Linked DNA regions of Muntiacus reevesi: region 2 is linked to region 1. A link is a contact called in public Hi-C data. All regions are on one chromosome and are shown on one strand. The core of a region is the stretch at or near the end of the contact, and the rest is flanking DNA. Distances in the headings are between cores, read along the strand shown. Region 1 holds the start of ADO (2-aminoethanethiol dioxygenase). Region 2 holds the start of NRBF2 (nuclear receptor binding factor 2).

The links. A called contact is a pair of places that touch in the nucleus more often than the background predicts.
Region 2: a contact with region 1 is called in a Hi-C map of blood, with 2.0 times the contacts expected there. The contact joins the promoter of NRBF2 here to the promoter of ADO in region 1.

What each region holds. Positions count from the first base shown.
Region 1 is chr2:98,539,968-98,546,128 of mMunRee1.1, reverse strand. ADO (2-aminoethanethiol dioxygenase) reads right to left here and starts at 2,569. Exons shown (of 1, transcript XM_065922413.1): 1 at 1-2,569. The coding sequence starts at 2,070. The coding sequence ends at 1,258.
Region 2 is chr2:98,856,767-98,862,927 of mMunRee1.1, reverse strand. It overlaps NRBF2 (nuclear receptor binding factor 2), which reads right to left and starts at 2,901. Exons shown (of 3, transcript XM_065922416.1): 1 at 2,695-2,901. The coding sequence starts at 2,779.

The DNA of each region.
Region 1 (6,161 bases), core at 1,320-3,819:
GGTTCGGAGTGGGACGTGTTTTGTCCCAAGTTTGGGTGCCCTAAAGTGGCTAGCAGTATAGTTAATTCTCAGTTCTCTAGCCCTGGTCTTCTGTGCCTCTCTTCCTGCAGAAAACTCAGCCCAAATGAAGCAAGCACTGACTCTCTTCTATTTGAGAGGAACTGTCCTAAGAACATTGCCACCAACAACACAGCTGGAACCACCAGCCCCTGGAACCTTAGAGCTCCTGAGAGAATCTGAAAGAGTCATCAATGTTTCCTCTACTTTTGCAGGGAAATACTGGAAGTAAAGAGGGGCACACAGAATTCAACAGCTGGCTACCAGTGTTTTACATTCAGTTGTTTGGAAGCATACTGATTCAGCTCTGGTTAGAAAATACAGAATTACTTTATTACTTCCTAAAGTACACTAAGACATAAAAGTCACTTAAGGATAATACAGTTTTTGCATTGAACGTGAACCTGCAATAAAAACATCTGCTCAACTCTCGATCTGGAGACTCAGTGGGGAAGCCCTAAGTGATCATTTGTCACTGAGATATACAGGTGCTTGAATTGCTTAGTTTTTGCTGCCAGCGAAATCGAGATATGGTTACTGGGCAAGGGGAGGAAAGAAAAAAATCTTATCCTCTACATGCATAGTTAGTTTGAGTGTAATCCCTCAACTCTGAAAAAACGGATTTAATTTTCACAAAACTTAATTAGGCCGGACAGCTTACTTTAAATAGCAGCTCATCTCTTTAAACCTAGTTTTTACCAATGACTTGAACTAAAAACTATTCAAACCACTAGGTCATGCAAAGTCAATAAGTTAGAACTATAATAATAAGCAGTAAAAGGACACAAGTGGAAAACAAACCCTATTTACCCGGAGGAGGTCGGAGAAAACCACTTTGTGTATTTTGAATAGGATGTGAACAGAGGAAAGAAAATTTTCATTATGGCTTTAAGATGGAAGCACTTCAGATAAGTCCCCTGCCCCCGCCCCCTCCCCCCAATTCAAACCCCAGTGGCAGTGACAGAGGCAGGCAACAACCTAGCTTCCCCGCCTACTCCGCCCCCAAAACCGTGCCCGGTGGTTGCAATCCAGTCGCCCGCGCTTCCCAAGACTTCCGAGGAAGCGGCTACTGCCCATTCCAGTAGATCCAACACCCAGGCTGGGGGAAGGAAGAAAGCCCTTGTGATGGGGTCGCGGCCAGCCAAGCCTAGATCTGAGTAGGGCAAGTGTTCGGCCCACCGCTTTCGGGCGCCGGCGGCTTCAAGGGAAGACCTCGGGACCTGGATAAGGCTCCCCCTCGCACCAGAAGTCATCGGCCTGCGGGGTCTCCAGGAGCCACACTTCTCGGGGCAGGTCACAGGCCGAGCCGGAGGCCTCCTTGGCCCTGACAGGCTCCAGCACTCGGTAATAGTGGCAGTCCCGGCCGTCGTCAGGGTCGTAGGGAGGGGCCAGGATGTCCAGGAAGGCGGCGGGCCCGTCCACGGCGTCGATCTGGTGCAGGTTGTCCCGGTGCGGCGTGAGGAAGCACGGGCCGCTGGCCTCCGTGTACTCCGCCCGCGAGCGCAGCACGCCCGGCTGTACCGCGTCCCGCTCGCGGGGCTGCAGAGGCGGCTCGAACTGCTGCTCTGGTGGCGGGGCCCGCGGCCGCTGCCCGCTGCCCACCTCCAGCTTGTCCATGCAGCTGATGCGCACGGTCCCATAGAGCACCTTGAGGATGCCGTGCATGCCCGGGTGGTCGTGCAGCGGGATGGAGGTGCCGCTCTTGAGCAGGAACACGCCGAGGCTGAAGCCGTCGGTCTCGCAGATGTGCATATAGGTGACGGGCGGCAGGTTGGGCCGCAGCGGCTGCAGCGTGGCCTTACGCGGGGAGATGTTTAGGTCCTCCGCGCGGACCTGGGTCAGCAGGCTCTTCAGCTTGCTTAGGTTCTCCGGGAAGCTCTGCTGTATCGGCGCCTCCGGGCCTGGCGCCTCGCAGCGGTCGGAAGAGCTGCGGCCGCCCCCGCTGCCCCGGAAGGTGAGGCACGCCTGGCGGGCGATCCGTTGGATCAGGGAGGCCATGTTTTCTCGGGGCATGCCCTGCAGTTCCTCTGCGTGCCGAGGCCGCCCCCCTCCGCCCCCAGCTTTCCTCCGCCCCTTGCGGTCGCCGGCGGCCGCCACGACTGCCCGCAGCCCGGAGCGGGGCTTGAGGCCCCGCAGCTACCGGTCAGTCGGGCGCGCGGCACTACAGCCGCCAACCTCAGCAGCCACGCGCCGGCAACGGCCGGGCGTGCCCGCCTCGCGCCCCGCTTTGAGCGCGCACGCGCACGGCCCACAATCCGCACTCACGCTCTGGGAGCAGGTACCGGCCGCGCGGACGGTGGCGGGCTTTGCCTTACGCCAGAAGCTCCATTCATGCGGCCCGCACCTACGACGGTGATTAGGGGTTCCCGGCGCCCTGCAGAGCATGCTGGGACTTGTGGTCCGGTATTCCGCATGCGCTCTGAGAGAGCGCCCTTTGTCATCTGGAAAAGTGAAGGATTAGATTTGTGGGTCATAAATCGACCTGCATTAAGGTTCCAAGGTGTTTGCTTCTTAGAAGAAAGGCGAATTGGGGCACAAGAGAAACAGCCAATTAACTACAACTCCCGGCATCCCTCGGAATGTTGGGGTGACGCACTTCCGTCGTCTGGCTTGTGGTGTAGTGTAGGCTCCTGGCCGTCACCGGAAGCGGGCCAGAGGGTTGTTAACCTGGCGCCATTCAGGCCTAGTACACCCTCCAAGGTCGTTTTCCTGTGGCCTTAGCCCTGGGAAGGAGTCGGCTGAGTTAACTGTAGCTCCTTGTGGCTGCACGGGCAGCACTGTCTGCTGAACCGCGCTTTCTTAAATTTTTGTTTCTGAGGAGATGAGAGGGTCACCACAGTTACTCCCCACAGCTGTCCCCAGCTGTTGTTTGCATCAGGGTCTGATGACGCTGCTCTTCTGGTTACAGAACACAGGAGGTTTTTTTGCTGGAGCTTGAGAGGACATTTGGTCACTGATTCTGAATACTAACGGTTATCAAACCTGAGTTTGCATAAGAAACACCTCGTTAGGGGAGGAGGGGAGTTACTCTAAAGATACAGCGTCCGTCTTCGTTCAGAGATTGGTTCACTAGATGATTCTGAGGCATCCTATGAGAAACTGTTGTGAGAGAATCAGGCAAGCTCTTGATCTTAACCTTACCCCGAGTTGAAAGTCCTTTTGGATTTCCAAAGCTAAACATGGGTTTCTTACTCATTTTGTAATTGGAGTGGTTTAGTAAATTCTCCCTAATTAAAAAAAGGCATGCTCTTTCAATGGGCTATGTAACCTATTTAATGAGCACTCAGTATATGCCAGGCGTTGTGTTAGGAGCATTACCTAATGAATATACTAATCCTCACCGCAGTTCTTAAGAGGTAGGCATTATTATTATTCCCAGTTTGCAGATGAGAAAATAAGTTGCAAGAGGATAGTGAATTATTGCCAGGGCCTGAGCAGCAGCACAGAAATAAGTACCGTTTGATCGAAACCAGCAGTTTGATTTGTTGAAAGCATTAAACGCAGATTAGGATATTGTTTTTCCAGCCTACTGTGCTACTTGCAAGTTGTCTGTCTTTAGCAGACTTCACCCTTTTATGTCCTCAATGTAGTCACTTGTAGAATCTGGAATCAGAGTAACAGACATTCTGAATTCTCCTTACTCCTCAGAAAATCCTGCGAAGCTTTATAAAAGTAAACATTTGGGGGTCAAACCCCAATTCAGAAGAACTGCTGTGAAGCCCAGAATTTTTATGTTTAAGATGCTCCTTGAGTGATTCTTAGTTATCAGCCCAGTTTGAGAACCACTGATCTGTAAATAGTGAACAGTTCTTCATATTTAGTGATTTTGATTGAAGATAGTGATTGTTTTAGAAGAGCAGTTATAAGGTTTATTTGTTTTCAGGGTTACCATGTCATTGTTCATTATATATGGTCAGGTACAGTGGTCCTTTGGAAGAACACAAACCGCTATGCACTGGGGCTGCTCAGTTGTGTCTGACTTTTTGAGACCTCATGGACTGTAGCCCACCAGGCTTCTCTGTCCATGGGATTTTCCAGGCTAGAATACTGGAATGGGTTGCCATTTCCTCCTCTAGGGGAATCTTCCTGATCCAGGGATCGAACCTGTGTCTTCTATGTCTCCTGAGTTGCAGGCAGACTCTTAACCACTTGAGCCATCAGAGAATCCCGGTCATTGTTAAGGTACTTAAATATACTGTCAAAATTCACCATGTAATGAAATTCCATGCAGTCTTTTTCTAAAGTGAGGAATATTTAAGAGAAAAATGCCCTCTATCCATTAAAAAAAACCTAAAATAAAGATTTTATTTATTGATTTTATTTCTATTAAGGTATAATTAGTGGGAGGTGTAGACTCCATGGGCTTTCCAGGTGGCACTATCTCTGGGTTTGATCCCTGGGTTGGGGAGATCCTGTGGAGGAGGGCATGGCAACCTACTCCAGTATTCTTGCCTGGAGAATCCCATGGACAGAGGAGCCTCTTGAGCTATGGTCCATAGGGTTGCCAAGAGGCAGACACAACTGAAGTGACTTGTACAACACAACCCATGACTCCATAGATCACAGACTTTAGTCTAAACATACAGGTGTATTCGATTTCCAAACCTGTTACTTCTTAGTAGTTGTATGTACTTATTTAGCTGAAGCTCATCTATAAAATCGGAGAAGGCAATGGCACCCCACTGCAGTACTCTTGCCTGGAAAATCCCATAGACAGAGAAGCCTGATAGGCTGCAGTCCATGGGGTCGCTAAGAGTTAGACACGACTGTCTCTCTTTTCACTTTCATGCATTGGAGGAGGAAATGGCAACCCACTCCAGTATTCTTGCCTGGAGAATCCCAGGGACGGGGGCTGCCGTCTGTGGGGTCGCACAAAGTCGGACACGACTGAAGCAACTTAGCAGCAGCAGCAGCAGCAGCATCTATAAAATGGAATATTAAGATACATATGTAAAACACCGATGATAGCATTTAGAGCATAGTAACTCTCTCGTAGTAGCTATTATAACTTGAAAGTTGCTAAAAATGGTAAATACCAATGAATTTAAGTAATATTCAGCGAATATTAAAATGGTATTTGCTTGTCTTGAGAATTAGCTTCAAGGTAGAGATTTGAAAAAAAGATTATTGAGACTTCCCTGATGGCCCAGTGGCTAAGACTCCACAGTCCCAGTGCAGGGGATCTGAGTTTGATCCCTGCTCAGGGCACTAGATCCCACATGCTGCAACTGAGAGTTTGTATGCTGCAACTAATACCCAGTGCAGCCAAATAAACTGATTTTTAAAAATTTATCTTTAGAAAAAGATGACATTTACTGGCTAACCTTTCACCTGGTAATACCATCCCTCAGGTCCTTGCTGTTTATTGTTTGGCCAGAGTTCAAAATTTCCTAAGACCAGGATCACCTGGAGGTATTTGTTGAATGTACAGATTCTCAGATCATCTCAAAATCTGCATCTGAACCTTTTGCACGTTAAAGTTTTTAAGAATTGCTAAGTGTCCTTAAGGCATATGGTACTTTTTTTAAGGCCACAAGCAGGCTACTTTCATAATTCCTTTTTGAAACTGTCTTTAAGGACTGCTCTAATGGATGGATTCTATCCTAAGTGTTTCTGCCCTTAAGAAGCATTTTATTTGGCCTTCTGCCCCACTGACAGTAGCACAGGCTGACTGAGTTTCTATTACCATTAACGTCCTTCTTTTTATGCTCCTTGTTCTGTTTTCCTTTGTGTTGCAGTATAGATGAATGAAGAAAAAATGAAGACCGAAAGACATTCAGAAAAGAGAGCAGACAAGAGAAGTGATAGTGAACAAATGCTAGAAATACAAGACAGAAACAAGATTTGGGAAAAATTTGGGATAGATGGAATCTATCATTTGATAAATAGTGAGTATTTATTGGGTACCAGCATTGTTCTAGACTTTGGGGATTTGACAAGGAATATCTGAATTCCCTAAAAGGAATTTACTTACAAGTATGTGTGTGTGTGTGTGTGTGTGTGTGTGTGTGTGTGTGTGTATCTTGGGTATGGAGGTTGTTACATAATACAAATAAATGAACAACATAATTTCAGACATAGATAAGTTTATGAAGACAAACAAG
Region 2 (6,161 bases), core at 1,652-4,151, 320 kb before region 1:
TTCAAGGATGCTCTGAGGACACATGATTATAAACCTAGGTACTGTAATAAGTCCTTATCCAATCAATTTGGAATATACTATGACGTCATTAGAAAAAGCTTGTATAGACTAATGGGAGGCTCAAAGGCACTCAAAATTATAGCATTGAGAAGTATTTCTCATGTTGAGTCTGCTGGATACTAGAGTGAATATTGGCTGGCATAAAAGAATGTGACTGTCTTTAAAAAAATTCAGTCTTCTAATGAAAATACTAATTTGAAAAGATACATGCAACCCAATGTTCACAGCAGCATTATTTACAGTTGCCGAGATACAGAAGCCACCAACATAGCCATCAACAGATGAATAGAAAAGGGTGTGACATATATGTATATACAGATATGTATATCAACACATACACACCACACACACAAATAATGGAACACTACTCCACCATAAAAAAGAATGAGATGTTGCCATTTGCAACAACATAGATGGACTTGGAGGGTATAAATGAAATAAGTCAGGTAGAGAAAGACAAATACTGTAAGACATCACTTACATGTGAAATCTAAAGGAAAAAAATGAATGTATGAATATATTCAGGAACAAAAAAAAAACCAGACTTGGATGCAGAAAACAAACTAGCGGTTACCTGTAGGGAGAAGGAAGGAGGATAGGGCAAGACAGGATAGGGAACTAAGGGGTACAAACTACACATAAAACATATAAGCTACAAGGATATAGTACAACAGAAAGTGAAAAAATTGTCTTTTAAAATTCAGTGACAACAAATTCAGAAGCCAGACACTGATACTTAGCACAGTTAAAATGATCCAAGTAAATGTTAATTTCTGTTCTATTGTTCTCTTCCATTAAACACTAGATCTAAAACTTAAATCTTTCAAATCTCAAATGGCTTAAGAATTCAAGATGCCAAATTTCTGATACTTGCCCACATAAATTGTATGGCTGGATTATGGATTTATGCTAGACTCCTTAGTAAGACTATTCAAAATTCCCTTCTATAAACAGGTAATACCACTACCAAGTCAACTAATTTTTCCTAACTGGTGATTCTGCTGCTCCATCTAAACTGTCACCCAGTTCAAGTCTTTTCATAAGCTACCACACACTAGTGGGGCAGTTGGCTGGGGTTATGCTGAAGCAAGCAGGCAAATAAAGTGAAGTTAACTGGAACTGAACCAATGGTCATTTTGCAAGGACACTTGAACTCTGAAGCACTCTGTGAACTGCTGGTTATTTCTAATAATGTTCCTGTCAAGTTTCAGTACTGAGCCATCCATTATATTTCACTGCCAAGTATATGTCACCTTAAAACCAAAGAAAGTGCAAGACATTTCCCTGGTTTTAAAGAAAAAAAAAAATCACAAATCTAGTCTGGTTCTTTTTAAACTGTAAACAACTCTTACCAATGGGGGCAGGGCTCAACAGTAAAACTGGAAAGCACTTCTCATAGCAGTTAACCTGGCACCAGCCATCTGGGAACCATAGCTTTAGGTCCTAGAATCTTTAACTTTTTAAGCTCACCAAGTCCAAGTGAGATTTCTAAATTAAGAGTTTTGGTCTGATTATTGTAATAACTAACTCTTACACTTCATTACATACCAGGTACTGTTCTAGGCTCCTCACGTCTTATTTACTCTCTTAATCCTGGTAACAAACCACAAAGAGTGAGATCAACTAATTTGCCCAAGGTCATATAGTTATTAAGTGACAAAGTTAGAATTCAAATCCAAGCAGTTTAGGTCCAGAATCTATACTCTTAATCCATAAGACTGTACTGCTTCTCTACAGAATGGTTTGATTCCAGCCCAGAGCTCTCCCACACGTGTTCTCAGGGTTCCAACGTGAGAAACAAACAATTTTCCATATGTTCTTTTTTCCAAACCCACTATCATAGTTGAACTTAAAAAAGTTACCTTGTCTGTCTACAACTTTAAGTAATCCCACTTTTATATCCAAAATAGACCTCTCTGGAAAACCAAAAGATACAGTGGCCAGGCAGAAAAGAACTCGTGTTTCTTGTTTTAAAATCGCTACACCTGAGGTGCCTAAAAACATAATTATGAGTTATCAATGCTTTTTCTGAGAAAGGTAAACATCTACCATATTTTCATGATACCTAGAGATGAAACTGAGCTAACAACAGCCACAGCCCTGTCTTTTCCCCCCAACTTTCTCTAATTTATGTGAGAAAGGAAAGTCTCAGTTTATGCATGTGAACACAGGTGAGGAATGGGTGAAGGGAAACGGAGGTGAGAGCTTATGATTTCTCGACAGTGGGGACGCTCAGACTTCAGACCCTGTGTTATTAGTTAGAACCAGTATTACACACCATTTCTGCCCCAGCCGGCTTAGTGTCTCTGCAGGCTGCAAAGAGGTGGTTACGTGGCGCTTGGAGGCATTTCCTCCGGTCTGGAGAGGTGGCAGCCCCCGTTGGTGGGAGCCCCTCGCCCAGAGCCCTGGGGCAGGGGGCGCCTGAAGGCGGCGGGAACAGGAGGCAGGAGCTTCCCAGGGATCCCCGAGGTTGCTTGGCTGGAGCCTCTGTAGGGCCGAGCCTGTCTGCACCCCCCAGATTTTAGGATCCCCCGCGCCAAACCAGCTTCCCGGCCTCCAGTCAGCTGCACGCCGAGACGGGGTCCTGAGGCAAAGGTGCCCGAGAGCCGACGCAACACTCTGCGGGCCACTCACCAGGTTGAGGGGTCCTTCCATTACTTCCATAGACCCCGGGGTAAGCGGCGGCCTGAGGAAGGGGAGCGACGGAGCCCGGGCACATGGAGGGGAACAGCTGGAGAGCGCGAACGCAGCGGCGGCGACTGTGGCCCCACTCCGCGCCCCCAGAGCCAGCAGCGGGCGCAGGAGGAGCAACAACCACACCACTTCCTCCTCCGGCGCCGCGTCGCGGGCCCGCCTCCTACGCCACGGCCACGCACGCGTCACGACGTCACACGCAGCTCGTTCAAGGTGGGAGTGAGGACAGGGAGTGGGTGGGGCTCAAGGAAGGCGGGGCATGAACAGACTTTCTCGCAGTCCGTCTTTCCTCTCGCGAGAAGCTTAGCTTCAGCTTGAAGAGTCAAACGTCGCCTGCAGAGGTATAGCTGTGTAGGATTTTAAGTGGCCGACTTCTGCTATCGGTCTCTCCTACGTCCTTCCAGCGTAACTTCTCACAAATTCACCCAGTATTGCCAGATCCTCCCTTGCTCTCAGGCTTCGGGCTTTGTTGTTGCACCTGATTTTTTTTTCCCCCCGCAGAAATGAGATTTGAGCAATGGTGGCTCAGCGGTAAAGTACTTGCCTGCGCTGCAGGAGCCACCAGACCAGGGACAAACACGGGTTTGCTCCCAGGGTCGTGAAGATCTCCTGCAGGAAGACACAGCAACCCACCCCAGTATTCCTGCCTGGATAGTCCCATGGACAGAGGAGCCTCGTGGGGTACATGCAGTCCATGGGGTCGCAAAGGGTCGGAAACGACTTAGCCACTTAATCACCAGAACACGCACTGGCTTAGGCTCTGTTGGAGGAAGACAAACGATTCAGGGTTGTGCCCTCAAGTTGCTAACAAATCAGTAAGAAAATAATATGGGTCTCAAGTAACCATATACCATATATACCATAACCATATACCATTCATTCAACAATTATGTGTCAGACCACTACAGTGAGTTCTTTCTGTTCAGGAATTCACTGGTTAAAAAAATGTGATTTATGCTGTAAAGGAAACTGTTGTGATAGAGGCACCATGAATTCTGCCACTTAAATCCTTTCAAAAGCCTTCTGAGCTTGGGAATTAACCTGGTGATCCAGTAATTAGGACTCCAGGCTTTCACTGTGGAGGGCACAGGTTCTGTCCCTGGTCTGGTAGCTAAGATCCTACAACCCCATGGCAAAAAAAAAAATACACACACACAAAAACCTTGTGAACTTGGGAGAGGACACCACCTTGGCCTATAGGTTGAACGCAGCCTTGTGAGATCTTGAGCAGAGGACCCATCAAAGCATTTCTGAATTCCTGATCCATAGAATTTGTGAGGTAATAAATGTGTGTTGCTTTAAGCCACTAAGTTTGTGGTAATTTATTATAAGGCCAGGAAAACTATTAAGACCCCTGAATGCTTGCTAAGTCATTTCAGTCATGTCCAACTCTTTGCAACCCTGTGGACCATAGCCTGCCAAGCTCCTCTATACATGGGATTCTCCAAGCTAGAACACTCAAGTGGGTTGCCAGTTCCCTCCTCCAGGAGATCTTCCAGACCCACAGATTGAACCTGTGTCTCTTGTGTCTCCTGCATTGGCAAGCGGGTTTTTTTTTTTTACCACTAGCACCACCTGGGAAGCCCATTAAGACCCCTACAAGGTGGTAAAATCCACAGGCAGAGCTTTCTTGTTTTTATTTTTGTTTTTCTGGCCATGCCATGTGGCTTGCAGGGGCAGGGGTGGTCCCTGGAGAAAGTGAACCAGGCTTCACTTTCTTAGACACGAGAGAAGTCATTTTTGGCTGGAACCAGGAGCCTACCCTAGGACTGCTCTATTGTTTCTTGACTTCTCCTTTCTTCCTACATTCCCTCCCTTTCCTGTTTATCGGCCTGTTAGAATGTGCCCTTTGGAACCCAGGGAAGGTTGAGGAGGCTGAATGAAGCTTATTTCCTGCAAACAAGAAACACGGAAAGGATCTGTACCCAGTAGGTACAAACAGAGTCCTGTATAAACAGGGTCCTGCTCTGTTTATATAAGAGTAGTGAGAAAGTATAAAAATATGTCTAACTCTGAAGAACCAATCTCTTTTCCTACACATAAGATAAAAATGTAAGTAATAAAAACAATGGCTAAACTTCAGAGAAAGGCAGTTTGCTTGCACAGTTAGCACATAAGTGGATAACACTCTTTCCTGTACTAATTAGGTATAAGGACTCATCTTCTTGCTTTGTCATTCCTTGATATAAAAGGAACTGTCAAATCATTCCCCCATTTTCCAAGGGGGAAAACTGCCTTTAAGTGGAAACGACCTGTAGTTTTAAAACTGAGCATGGTATGGAATGGGAGAAAGAAATGGCAACCCACTCCAGCATTCTTGCCTGGAGAATTCCATGGACAGAGGAGCCTGGCGGGCTACAGTCCATGGGGTCACAAAGAGTTGGACACGACAAAGTGACTAACGCTACACTATGGTATGGAACAAAGGGTAAGTTGATTAATCTGCTTCTTGAAGATTTAAGTTTTTTAAAAACTTTATCCCCATTTCCCAGTAGCAATGGTTTAACCTTGTATAACACTCTGCAGGTTTCCAAGCATTTATATGTATAGGTGGGCACTCATTCAGTTCCAACAGATTCAAATTAGTGGCTTACCCAATGTCATAAAATTAGTAAACAGCCGAGTTAGTTTTTGAATCTAGGTCTGTCTGGCCATAAGCCCAGTACTCTTTCCACTGTGAGCAGCTAAATATCTACTGGAGTGACATCCTGAGTTGGTAATGGCAGAAATAGACTCTTAGGGTAACCCACTGTAATTACATAGGTTATTTTAGGTTTTCCTAAGTTCATAGTCCTGAGTACCAAGAGATTTGAGCTAAAAAGAGAGTTGCTATTGTTAGTGGCTCTATTCTCTGGGGTAGTTGCCAAAAACTACTCACAAACCAGGCTGGGCAGGAACAGCCCATGTGAGGGAGAGGCAGGGTAGCCACGAGTTTGTAGTCTCGAACTCGCTGGACTCTGGGCCAAGCTGTCCAGTTGCTTCAGCCTGAGCCAAGATGAAGAGAGCCAAGTTAGGCAGGAGTCAGGCATTCTATTCAACAAAGTTCAACAGAGGGGAAGCCAAGGAAAGTAGAATTTCAGTGCAGGTTTCTTACCAGTAAGCCGATACTAGGGAAAAGTCCATAGAATAAAGGCAGAAAGGCAACAATTTAACCAGTTCTGCATTAGACGTTTCTCAAATAAGGGAGCAGAAGAGAATTCTCCAGAATCCCCAATGTCCTTGAACCATGCATCCGCTGGTACACCAGTAGGACTGCCTTAATTCTATCTGTAAAAGATAATTCACCTGTTGATCTGTGCTGGGTCAGACACAAAAGAAACAGTTTTCACCTATATTTTATTTTCAGACTTGTCAGAACATCAAGACGTCTATAATCAAAGCTCTTGAGACATTATATTCACCATCTC